Regions from separate parts of the Mus musculus genome. Here all the other regions are linked to region 3. A link is a contact called in public HiChIP or PLAC-seq data. All regions are on one chromosome and are shown on one strand. The core of a region is the stretch at or near the end of the contact, and the rest is flanking DNA. Distances in the headings are between cores, read along the strand shown.

Region 1 (3,838 bases), core at 943-3,442, 350 kb after region 3:
AGATCAGAGACCTCTACAGCTGTACAAGTAGCAGGACACATGTCTCTGTACTCCAATGGCAGGGGTACAGGCAGTGATGTGTGTGTGTGTGTGTGTGTGTGTGTGTGTGTGTGTGTGTGTGTGTATACACATATATATGTGATTTATTGATGTATTTATTTAATGTGTGAAAGTACACCCACATGTCAGAAGAGGGTTGTGAGCCACCATGTGGTTGCTGGGAATTGAGCTCAGGACCTCAGAAAGAGCAGCCAGTGCTCTTAACCTCTGAGCCATCTCTCCGGCCCAGGAGGAATATATTTTGAATAAATTTGGAAAGTCAAGGAACACATGGTTTTCTAAAGGTTTGTGTTGTAAGACTAGGAAGTCAAAGATCTCCTGTAGTAAAAATTACTTCATTCATTAATTCATTTTATTTGTACTTAATTTATTCGTATCTTTTATCTTGTCTCATGAATAGGCATAGGGTCTTATGAACCTCAGACTGAGCTCTAAGTGGCCCTGTGACAGGAATTTTAGGATGCCAGGCATGTGTAACCACATTTGACTTAAGCAGTGCTGGAGATTAAACCTAAGATTGTGCATGGTCGGCAAACACGCTACCAATCAAACTACAGCCTTGGTTGATTCATCGTGCAAAGCCTTAGGTATATTGATAAACTCGATTCTGGTGACACAGGGACAGTAAATATTCACCTGAGTGTCAGGACAGCCAGAGCCATATGCTGGGTTACAATTCAGAGAAGTACTACTACTACACTGGACCCTTAGCAAATATGAAAGTGTATTTAGGTTACAGAGGTCCGTGGGGGTGAAATGCAAGGGACATGGAGTAGAAATACAGTCCAGGGAGGAGAGTGGGGACATCAGTCTGTTTCTATTGCTGCGAATTCCCCAAAAACTAAGATTCTTGTGTGTTTGTTTGTTTGTTTGTTTGTTTGTTTGTTTGATTTCCTTTTTGTGGACGGTGTGGTTAAGGTCAGGAATGCATAACCATGAAGTGTGAGGTCTCCCGCTAGGAAAGGTTTGGGGGTGCCTTTGAGGGCTAGGATGGTGTTGCTTTTCAAGGTGACATCGTTGCTGGGATTAGAAACCCCGCCTGTGGTGAGTTGCGACTCCTGGAAATTATCTGAGTAGTGATGAGTGGGGTTGGGAGAGGGATGTGCGGCGCAGCTAAAGGAGAGATGGGAAGGAATGCTGCCAAAGGTCCCGGAACAGATCGGACATTCCTATCTTCCCCCGTCATCGTTGCAGGAGCATCCAATGGCAGCCACTCCCGAGGCCGAAACCACAAAATAAAGAAACCACCCCAAACCAAATAACACAGTAGGCAACGTGAGGGAAATAGTGTAGTCCCATCCACGAGTGTCACAGATTCTCTTCCGCTGATGAGAAACCGTCGTGTGGCGCCTTGGATTTGGTTCCAGACGTGGCGTTCCTCGGAGGCGGCTTCCATTCTTCCGCGCCGACTTCCCCTAAGAGAAAGGAAGTAGCTTTCTTTTTGTTGAGAGGTCTTGAGTAAGTTGGGTCCAGGCGAATCTGTTTGAAGAAGTTTTATTCTGGAGAAATTAACGGGCAGCCATGCACAAGAAAAGAGACAAATTGTTCTTTTGCTTCCAAATAAATGGTTGTTTTTGTGACACTGCCTGAATTTAAATGGTCTTCAGTTTGACTGTGAAATTAACACCTCTTTGAGGTTAATGGTGGGGGTGGGGTGTCATTCACACCTCTTCCAAAGCTATTGTTTGTCTGGAATGCAGAGGGAGCAGCAGCAGGCAGGCCCCTTCCCTAACCTCCTCTCCGGCATTGACCAAAGCTGCCTTCTGGTCCCTAGAGCTCTCGCAGAGGCTCTGCCTCATCTCTAGTGTTTGAGTTCCACACAAGAGGTGTCTGTGCCCTGTGCTCACAAAGCCAGGAGCGGAGAGCCTAGCTTGACGTCCTGGCTAGTGGCTAAGTGCCTCTGGGAAATCTTCAGACTCTAGACCCATCCAAGTTGGATTTGAGGTCTTGTTATTGTTGTTTCTTAACTTTTGCTTTTTTTATTGACACGTTATTTCTTTGTACATGGTGTTGGGCTTCATAAGCCATGACTTTAAAATCATGTGTTTTAATTGATTCACTAGAGTCCCTCCCATTCGCTCCCCATCTCCCCATCCTCCTGTCTCCTTCCTATGTTTACCTTATTCCAGTCTGTTTTCATGTCCTGGGACAGACAGACAGACAGACACACATATACACACAGAGTCTCACACTTGTAGCACAGGCTGGCTTTGAACTCACACTTCTCAGCCTCTGGAGTTCTGGGATTACAGATGTGGATTGTTACACATGGCCTTATCCTGTGATTTTTTTTTTTTCCCAAGATTCCTTCCTTGACTAAAACTCTAGGAGTTTACAGACCCTAGAATCGATGCTTTCAACCTGGAGAGCCTTAAGCCCCACGTCCTGGTGCACTTCCTGTGAGGTAAGGTTAGGTCAGGCCATGAAACAATGGTAAACAAATGGTCTCTATGAGCAGTAGACTTGTAAAGTAACATTTTCTTCTGAGGGAAGTTCTGTGGAGTTGAACGTCATCAGCTGCAAAGGGGCCTACAGCATGCAGTGGGCTCTGTTTGTGTGTCACAGCACCCACCTTTGAAAGCTGATAGAGACTCACAGTAAGCAGAGGTTCAAGCTGTCACCAAGTGAATGCCCCTGTCCTTTGAAGACTCAAGAAAGGGCTATCAAGGCTACCATAGGGAGAGAAAGAAAGGGGGTAATATGCTGACGGCGCATTTTGTTGTAAAGATGATAGTATATGTTTATAACATAAAACTGATAGTTTATTTTTTCTCTGCTATCAGTGAAATAAACCAATTCAAACCAGATTAGATTAGATTAAAGGCGGGTTTATTGAGAAACTGCTCTCTGAGTTCACTGGCCTAAAGAATTGAAGCCAGAAGAGTCGCCATAGTTAGGGGGAGAGAAAGAGAGAAAGGGCCGGCTCTCAGAGAGAGAAGGAGAAGATGAGACCAAAATGTATCGATTATATAGGGAGGAGCCTCTGGGGGAAGGGCAGCCTAGTCCCTGGGCTGGGAAGTTCAGAGTTGGGATCTGGGGTATGCTGGGAAGGGACAGAGGAATGCTGGGAGACCCTGAAGGCCAGGTCTGCTATGATATGTAAAATGTGCACCTCAGTCCCTCGTCCTGGGGTCTTAAACCAAGCAAAAACTTAAGAAAGATATCAGACAACGAGAAGAAAATTAAGTAATCTATAAGATGCACATTTGAGCCGGGCGTGGTGGCACACACCTTTAGTTCCAGCACTCGGAAGGCAGAGGCAAGTGAATTTCTGAGTTCGAGGCCAGCCTGGTCTACAAAGTGAGTTCCAGGACAGCCAGGGCTACACAGAGAAACCCTGTCTCGAAGAAAAGAAAAAAACGCACATTTGACTTCCAAGGACTTGATTGCTCCTGTTCAGATATTTTTCCAGGAATATACTTTTTTGAAGAAAACATTCTGGGCCTGAGAGATGACTCAGCAGATACTGGCGCTTGTTGAGTCAGCTTGAAGGCCTCAGTTCCATCCTCAGAGCCTTGCAGAGGTGGAAGGACAGCGGGAGTCCGCTAGGCAGCGCTCTAACCTCTGCACTCAGGTCGAGGTACTTAAGCCTCCCCAGCATGCCCCCCCATCTCTCCCTCTCTCTCTCTCTCTCTCTATCTCTCTCTTGTACACTCACACACCCCACATGACCTTAGCAAATGCAACCAATCATAAAAATCAAGAAGTCATAGCCTTCAGACAATCTTTTATCCATTTCCTTCATCTACACACACACACACACACACACACACACGCA
Region 2 (4,289 bases), core at 196-2,695, 480 kb after region 3:
TGAATTCTTTTATAGCATGTTCATTTCTTTATTTAGAAACTATAGGTAAGAAGTAAGCACAAAGTACATTGTGTTTTTAATTATTGTTTTTTTAAGAATGAAAGGAAACAGTTTTCTCTTTTAATGAATGAATTCATTTTAACTTTTTAAACTTAATTTTAACTTGATATATGTTTTATTTTGGGAAAGGAGACATTGTTTTCTATCTGGAGTATCTGGTAAACTGATGATTTAATAAATTAAAATGTGGCAGGATTCACTTTCTAAGGCTCGCTTGTGGTGCTCCCTTGGAGGATGGCTGAACGGGGTCTGCAGTTTCTCGAAGTGTTGAGAATTGGTTTAACTCGGTAGCTAGTGGAGAAAGCAGAACGTTTTTCTTCTTAAACCGAGTCCGTGTGAAGGCTTGGTGTACTTAGAGCCAGCAGTGCTCTTCAGGTCTAGTTTAAACTTGAGAGAAGGAAGCAGCTCAGGGGGAAGATGCGTTGTGAAGTGACATTTGGAAAGCTGGTTTCTCTGTGGCTCTGGCTACAAGGAACGCTGGCTGTTTACGGAGATTTGAAGCTGAGCCAGGAGTCTCAGCTGTCCAGACTGACAGGGAGATAGAGAAGCACAGGCTGTGTAGACTGCATTGAGGGAGATAGAGAGGCACAGGCTGTGTAGACTGCATTGAGGGGAGTGTAAACTTAAAAGGCACACTAACTTTTCACGAGTACAGACTATAAAATAATTTATTTTCAAGTCTTATCCGATTGTAAAAAATGCTGTAACGTAAGAAGGAGTACTTTAAACTATTTAGAATAAACTTCAGAAGACTAGAAAAACTACTCATATAAATTTTATGTTCATGATTAACAGTTTAAATCTCTCTGTGAGACAAAGGGAAGCCATAGGATAGTTATTTGTATAATATAAACATTTAGTGGGGATTAATTACAAGTTCATCAAGAGCTGAATTTCCTTAATTTACTTTTTTAAAGGTTTTAATTTATTTCCTGGGGATGGGCAGTATCTCTATTATTAGCCCTGGCTGTCTTTACTTGCTATGTAGACCATGCTGGCCTTGAACTTACAGAGATCCCCCTCTTTCCAAGTGCCAGGGTTAAAAGCACATGCCACCCTGCTGGGGCTTAATTTAGCTTTTAAAACATATTTCTCTCTTTAACTTAAACAAAACAGCTGTATCCTTAGTGCCCAGGAGCCAAAAAAAATGGTTATAGAAAGATTGAAAAAAGTATAATTGAGCAGATTGCAGATAAATGAAAACAACTTAACTGAAGACAAGTTTGGCAGAGAAGTGAAGCTGCAGAGTCCAGTCAGCCGAGCAGAGACAGTTGTCAGAGAATTCCCTCAGACAAAGCGCTGGTGACCTGGAGTGTCAGTATCAGATTGCAGTGAGTTCTTCCCACCTCTGGGGAGGAGGGCCCTGAGAGCTCTTATGCTGAAGGAATTCTAGGCTGGAACCAGCACTGGGTGTCAGCACAGGGCACAGGAGATTGTGGCCTGCCCTCTGGGAGCTGCTGCTTTAGTGTGGGGACAGAGATGCCCAGGTATATGTACAGCACAAAGGCATCTAAACGTTGGAGAAGAAAATATGTGGCATAGAGGGTGTTGACTCTGCAGGTGAGCCAGATGGGGATTGAAAGCTGAGCATGGAGCACAGCAGAAAGGAGGACTCTGTAGATAGTGGCAAAAATCTCAGGCTCTGCTGACTCAAGTTTACATGGTGTAGTAACCAGTGCTCCTTAGCTAAACTCTACATACTCAGCTTCCAACTTGCACACACATCCCCCACTTTGGACATTTTCAGGAACTTAAATCCTAAAGCTGGAGTGGTGGTGCTATGGAGTGGTGGTGCTATGGCAGGAGAGGGTCCTTTGAACTGAGGAGTTTTAAGACTAGCCTGGGCAGTTCAGCGAGGCCCTGTTTCATAAAACTAGAATACCGAAGAAATCCTTCATTTGTAAATATTTTGCTTTCTTTCCTGAAAATAAGGTTAAATCATATGGTACAATAAATTTATAATACCAAAGATTAACCTAGTTTATCTTGAGAAACTTGAGAATACGTTAGACAAGCATTCATTTCTCCTTTGATCTTCCCTTGGGCTACCTGTAAAGGCAGAGGAGGCTACCATGCCAGACTACAGAGGCCGTGACTCCTGCTGTGCATGCCTGGTGCAGTTCTGCTGTGATTTTCCCATGAGCCCCTTCTGTGGGTGATGAAAGGTAGAGCAGTGCTCAGGACAGAGCTCCGAAGCTCCGAGGTTCCTAGGGCGGCTCTGCAGTCGCAGCAGGAGGTAGCCAGTGAGCGGTCTTCCTTGGAGCACTCCGCTCACCAACACAAGGAAACAGAAAGCCAGTATGTGTGGAAGAAATTTTCACTAACATTTTTCTCAAAATGTTGACACTGGTTTCATTTAAGTTGCTGGCTTAAAGTGAATGAGGCATTTCAATTTTTAATTTATTTTTATTTTTTGTAACTTTGCCCAGATAATTTTAATTTGAATGGTTTTACTGCAGAGAGCAGTTGACATGACTTCTTTTTGGATAGTTTTCTATTTTAGTGAGCTTTGCTGATTGACTCCCTGTTAGTTTTTGTCATGGAAACTGAATTGGGAACATAAGGGCTTGCAGAGGTGTGTGATTAGCTTGAAATATATTTGCTACTCACTAATTTTTGCTATTGATTTCATGTTTAATTTAATAGCAAAGTGATTTTCTAAAATACTTAACCACACTACTTTTTGCCCTGCATGAAAATATTCTAATTAGCAATTACTAATTTTGTTCAGTAGATGCAAGTGTCTACTAGGTCTTACTAGTTTAACAGGTTTAAAACTTTAGTTTACTTTAGTTCACTTTTTAATGATGTTCTTTCTTGTCCTTAGAATGCATCAACTCAAGCAACAAAATCTCCAGATGGTGTCAGTAAAGATGAGTCGTCCCCCTCTCAGGTTGGTTGGTTACTTACACTACCAGGCCTTTCACAGAAGTGGCCTGTCGGTTGTTACTAGTGTGTGGCTGTCTGAAAGGGTGCTGTCAGATGCTAAGTGGCTAAAATCTTGCTCTGAGACCACATAGCATCTTTGCTCGGGTAAGACAGTTACTATTCCCATTTACAGATGCATGTTGCACAGGGACCCTTTTCCTATAACTTCCCCTCTCCGTCTGTTTAAAAACCACCCCTCCATGCCACTTCACAAACATAGGTTGGCCTTCAAGAAATCACATCTCTGTTCTAGCATGTTCTATCAGTAGAATGATAGCTATACCAAAAAGTCCCAGCCTGAGGATTTTCTTTTATAGTATCTGTTATCAGCTCTGCAGAGTCTCAGAGAATCTATTAAAGCAATACTAATCAAAAATTAAAAGTATGAAACTTTAATATCTATAGAAAAGTATGACATATTTACCCTACAAATAGACCTTTGTAATCAAGGCAGACAAAGTGGCTCAGCAGGTAAAGGTGCTTGCCACTAAGCCTGACTGAGTCTGATTCTTGGGACCCACTGGTGCAGGGAGGGAATTGGCTCCCCACAAATTGTCTTTTGACTTATGTGCTCTGTATCCTGATATGCATAAATGAATTTATAGATATAATAAAAAATTAAAAACAAAAAAATCCCATAACCAGAAATTAATGGTGCTCTAAAAGCCTTTAGCTCCGTCTGGTCCCTTACCTCATCCTCAGAGGTCACCACCGCTCTTTCTTTAGTACTACAAGTTAATTTGACCTTCATGTAAAGTGTTTGCTTGCCTGCCTGCCTGCCTGCCTGCCTGCCTGCCTGCTTCCTCACTTCTTTCCTTTTTTCCTCCCTCCCTCCCTCCTCCCTCCCTCCCTCCCTCCCTCCATTTCTTCCTTCCATTTAGACTTGCAGTTCTCAACTTGTGGGTCATGAACCCTTTGAGGAATCTAATGACCTTTTCTTGGGGTTTTGCATATCAGATATCCTGCATATCACATATTTACGTTATGTCTTATAACAGTAGCAAATTTACAGCTATGAAGTACCGATGAAATAATTTTATGGTTGGTGGTCACCACAATGTATTAACCGTATTAAAGGGTCTAAGCATTAGGAAGGTTGAGAACTGTGGGGCCATGGGTGTAGGGGAAGAGGGGGGAGGGAGAGAGCCGCATCTAGTGGACGCAGGACTGCCAGATGCTTTCCATGTGGCCCTAGATGGGCATCTGGCTGTGTGAAGCCACTGACCCCACACAGCGGGGAGTGGACAAGGGGCAGTCCCCGGTCCCAGGTTCTCAGTCTCTGGCATCCCACGATGGATACG
Region 3 (3,897 bases), core at 487-2,986:
ACATGCACACACACACACACACACACACACACATGCCAGCAAAGCATAACACACATTAAAAACAATGAAAAACAAAAAGGTTTTCATTGCTCAAACAAGGTATTATCAAAATAATACCTGTACTAACCCTAAAAATAAATATTTGCCCCTAAGAGAGCTGAGCCATAGTCGTAACTTATATCAAGGTCCATATTTTTTGATTGTTCAAAACCAAATATACTCCAGTGAAAAAATTATCTACCCATAGGCAAAAACTATATACTCAAAAACCTTCCACAGAACACTGACAGAATTTAAGTTTTCAGTTGACAAAATAATATAGTGCCAAGAAACATGAGCGTTCTTAGTTGTCAATAAATAAATATTAACTATAACTATGACTCTCACATTACTTAACCAGAAATAATCTAGAACTTGTGCTCCTTTTTCTGTCTGTGACCCCCTAAGATTGCAATTAATTTGTCTATGCCTCACCATACAGTTCAATGTTCTAGCATGCACAAGGCTTCGGGTTCAACCTCCAGCACCGCATTGCTTGGTAATGTATAAACCCAAAACCTTGGAGTCAGAAGCAGGAGGTCAGAGAAAAAAAAATTCAAGACTTTGAGGGTAGCCTGGGCTACTTGAGGCCCTGCCGCAAATTTAAAATTAAAAAACAAACGTACAAAAATATGAAGATTTAACAAACTACAGACAGAGAGAATTATAGATGACTAAAATTCTTCACCCGGTGGTGGAAACAAGTGTGTTTGTGGCCATTCTGGGATGCATAAGACTCTGCCTCAAAAAACAAACAAACAAACAAACAAACAAACCCGGAGGATTATCACCTAGAAATAACCGAGAGAGGAGACAACTCTAAGAGCCAGAACAAGTCAAGAGTTGGCCATGGGCTCCTTTTCTCCTGCTACACAGAAGAGCATCCCGGAACCCCCATGAAGTCAGTGAGCGACCTTGCTTCAAAAGATACCCAAGGAGACCGCCACGCGACCCGAAACACGGGGCCTGCGTGGATTCCAGGGGCCCCAGACACGCATCAGCTCTCGGGTTAGCACCACGGTGACAGGCGCCTCTGAGCTGAGCAGCACGGACCCACCTCACGGAATCCCAGTTGCCGCTGAGTGGAAAGGACGCGCTAGAGGGCGCCCTGAACGCGCGCCTCAGCCCAACAGCAGCCAGCCTGCGACGCTGTCTCAGCTCCACTCCGCCTCCCCGCGGCTGGGCGCGACACCTCACCCGCCGCGGGGACCACTGGGACTGGTAGTACGTACGCCCCGCCGCGGAGGCTCACGGGACTCGTAGTGCGCCTCTGCCCTACCGCAGAGGCTCATGGGACCTGTAGTACGCCCCGCCCCGCTAGAGCGCCACTTAGCGGCACCCTATATAGTCTTCAGGTCCGGCTTCCGGTTTCGTCGCGCTGCGCTGGCACCCAGCCTGTGCGCAGCGGCGACACCTTTGTGGGCGGCGGGGCGTTCGTAGACCCTTCTAGAACCCTCTAGGCCTCGCCGCCCCTGAGCGGGGCAGCGGGCGCCGGCGACCCCGGAGTTGACGCGCGTGCTGCTGGGTAACGGGCCTGTTCCGGCGGCCCCGGGCCGCCCCTGCTCGGTTCCTCTGTGACCTCCAGGGCCCCTGACTGCGGGAGCCGCGGCGGAAGACATGGGACTCCCTCGGTGCACCTGTGACGGCCACCTTGACGGGGGAAGCGGTGGCGTCTTCGAGGAAACCGGAAGCCCGTGGTGACCCCTGGCGACCCGGTTTGTTTTCAGCCGGCTTCCAAACACTGGGGAAGCGAAACCCGGTGGCCTTGGGGACCGCCCTACGTAGCCAGGGTTCAGGGTGAGTGGATCGCTCGCGCTCGCCCGGACGGTGGAGACAGCCAGGAGGGGCCTGGTGGCTGTCGCCTGGCCAGACGCACTTCGCTTTCTGTCCCCGGCGCCCTTCTGCTGTTCAGAGCGGCCCAGTCTAGCATCCCTGGTCCCTGCCATCCCACAGCCCCGCTTCCACGGGCTTTTTTTTTTTTTTTTTTTTTTTTTTTTTGCCTTCCCGCTCGGGGATTGCTCAAGTTCGGTCCGTGCTCTTGACTCGCTGGGAACGCTTTCAGTTTTATTTCCTGCACTGGGGTGGCATTTATATCGGAGAGGGAAAGAGGGACGTGGGTAGTGCCGGTGGCGTCTGGGAGTGACCATCAGTCTAACTTGCATGTTTCAGTCCCGTTTTCCGGCTGGGTTGCAAGGCAGGCTAACAGTGGTCCTCCTCGCAAGGAACTCGGAATACTCAGAAAGAGAGATAAAATACCCATGGAAGCTACTAGAAATCAGAAATACCATGTGATGATCAAAAACATTGACATACTGAGACTGAAATTGACCTCTAATCCTTAAGTACAGAAGAGCCACCCCACCCCCGTTTGAATTTTAAGTTGGATTGAACAAAATCTTAAAACAGTTTCATTTCTAGTTCTCAAAAAATGTTCTCCTTACCCTGTCTGTAGTGATCACTCCATCGTCTTAAATGGAAAACAATTGGAATTATTCGCTGAATGGCTACAGAGTGTTGAATGCTCTAGGTTTGTAAATGGACGTTTTCATGTAAATGCGAGAGATTCATTGATGTCTAAAAGGCAGCTTGCTGTCGTGGGAATGCCAGTGGATTAGATGGATAGCCCAGATGTGTAAGCATCGAGTTTTCCACTTCCTCTCTTGAGGAGAAGGCTGCTTACTCTGACTTTCTCCTTCCCCCTTTTCTGAAGTCCAGGGCTTGCTTACCCTCCAAGGCACCCAGTTATAATTTCTAAGAGCTAGGCTGGCTCTGAAGTTGACAACTTAATTTGTATGTTTAATTACTTCATCTGTAAATTGAAGAGTGCTTACCCATCTTAGTGCTTTTTTACATTGATTTAATGAATTCTTAAGAACAAGTCAGGGGGTGGTAGCACATGCTTTTTTAATAATCCCAGCACTGGGGAGTCTTGAGTTGCAGTCTAGCCAGTGCTACAAAGTGAGACATCTTCAAGAAAAAAAAAAGGGGGGGGGGGGGGAGCACAGTTTCTAGCATATAAGTGCCTCTAGCAGAAGTGCTTCGGTAATGGTACCAGAGCATGCCATGCTTACTGAGGGAAATAATATGATTTTTAAAAAAAGCTGAATAGGATGAATATAACTTTAATGCCACATTCTGAATTGAAGTTGTTTTATTGTCAGGAAATAATTATTAACAGCATTTATGTAGGTGTTTAGTTGCATTGAAATACATTATTTTAGATAAGGAGTGGAAAGAAGGCTGCCCTTGGATTGCTTGGCCGTAAAAACTAATCTCTGGGCTTACTGCATTCAGTGAGTCAGGATCATAAAAATGAAAGCTGCCATTTTTCATATTATATATCTGATATTGTTTTTGGACACTTAATAAACTGCAAAGCATTAAGCTACTAAGGCACATATGTTTAAGTGCTGGCGTCATTAAAAAGGGGCACTTCAGAATCCCTCTTAGAGAAGCAAAAGCCATTCCTGCCCCTAATTATTTAAAGTGACAAAAGAAAAGGAATATCTTGTAATTTATTCGTTCTCCGTAAGATTTGTTCTTTTTTTCTCCACTGTTTCTTAACTGACCCGTATGAAGTAGGTTCTTGGATATCCTGGCTTTTCAGAGATAGAAAGCCAGTGGAAATTGTAAACAAGACTCACTTCAGGGAGTGCCCAGGTGTGATTACAGACAAACGCATTCACTTTTCTAAGCCTCCGTTTCCTCACCTGTGCTGTTGATGGTGACTTTCTTGCCAAGTTTGGTGTCAAGATAAGGAATTTAACTTACCAGTTTCTGGCACAACTTGAGTTTCCTTTTATCTCTTCGGGTTCCTGTTCTGCATTTGGATTAAAAATTTGCCTACACGGTTCAAGG

The links. HiChIP or PLAC-seq counts read pairs in DNA pulled down with a chosen protein or histone mark.
Region 1: a contact with region 3 is called in an H3K27ac HiChIP or PLAC-seq map of epiblast stem cells. The contact joins the enhancer-like site here to the promoter of Zcwpw2 in region 3. A contact is called at or near these places in 2 of 39 promoter capture datasets (the 3T3-L1 cell line and stem cell-derived epiblast-like cells), 12 of 484 Hi-C or Micro-C datasets (CD4 T cells, the G1E-ER4 cell line, the HL-1 cell line and 4 more), 10 of 115 datasets of contacts at active chromatin or transcription factors (bone marrow-derived macrophages, embryonic stem cells, epiblast stem cells and 5 more) and 1 of 9 other capture datasets (embryonic stem cells).
Region 2: an H3K27ac HiChIP or PLAC-seq map of epiblast stem cells shows a contact between it and region 3. The contact joins the enhancer-like site here to the promoter of Zcwpw2 in region 3. A contact is called at or near these places in 3 of 39 promoter capture datasets (the C10 cell line and the HPC-7 cell line), 2 of 484 Hi-C or Micro-C datasets (the G1E-ER4 cell line and bone marrow-derived macrophages), 16 of 115 datasets of contacts at active chromatin or transcription factors (the 230-238 cell line, bone marrow-derived dendritic cells, bone marrow-derived macrophages and 12 more) and 3 of 9 other capture datasets (adipose tissue, embryonic stem cells and liver).

What each region holds. Positions count from the first base shown.
Region 1 is chr9:118,388,354-118,392,191 of GRCm38.p6, forward strand. No RefSeq gene overlaps it. Among named protein-coding and RNA genes, the nearest start is that of 4933432G23Rik, 40 kb to the right of the region's middle. Within about 2 kb of position 2,193, at least 81 of the 459 cell types and tissues checked have an H3K27ac peak or open chromatin away from gene starts, as enhancers often do. A contact at or near this core is called in the HL-1 cell line, adipose-derived mesenchymal stem cells, embryonic stem cells and 4 more, where this site is marked.
Region 2 is chr9:118,519,631-118,523,919 of GRCm38.p6, forward strand. Golga4 (golgi autoantigen, golgin subfamily a, 4) reads left to right here. Exons shown (of 24, transcript NM_018748.3): 3 at 2,888-2,953. Among named protein-coding and RNA genes, the nearest start is that of Golga4, 15 kb to the left of the region's middle. Within about 2 kb of position 1,446, at least 42 of the 459 cell types and tissues checked have an H3K27ac peak or open chromatin away from gene starts, as enhancers often do. A contact at or near this core is called in epiblast stem cells, where this site is marked.
Region 3 is chr9:118,039,123-118,043,019 of GRCm38.p6, forward strand. It overlaps Zcwpw2 (zinc finger, CW type with PWWP domain 2), which reads right to left and starts at 1,737. Exons shown (of 9, transcript NM_001378466.1): 1 at 1,097-1,737. It overlaps Azi2 (5-azacytidine induced gene 2), which reads left to right and starts at 1,400. Exons shown (of 8, transcript NM_013727.4): 1 at 1,400-1,836.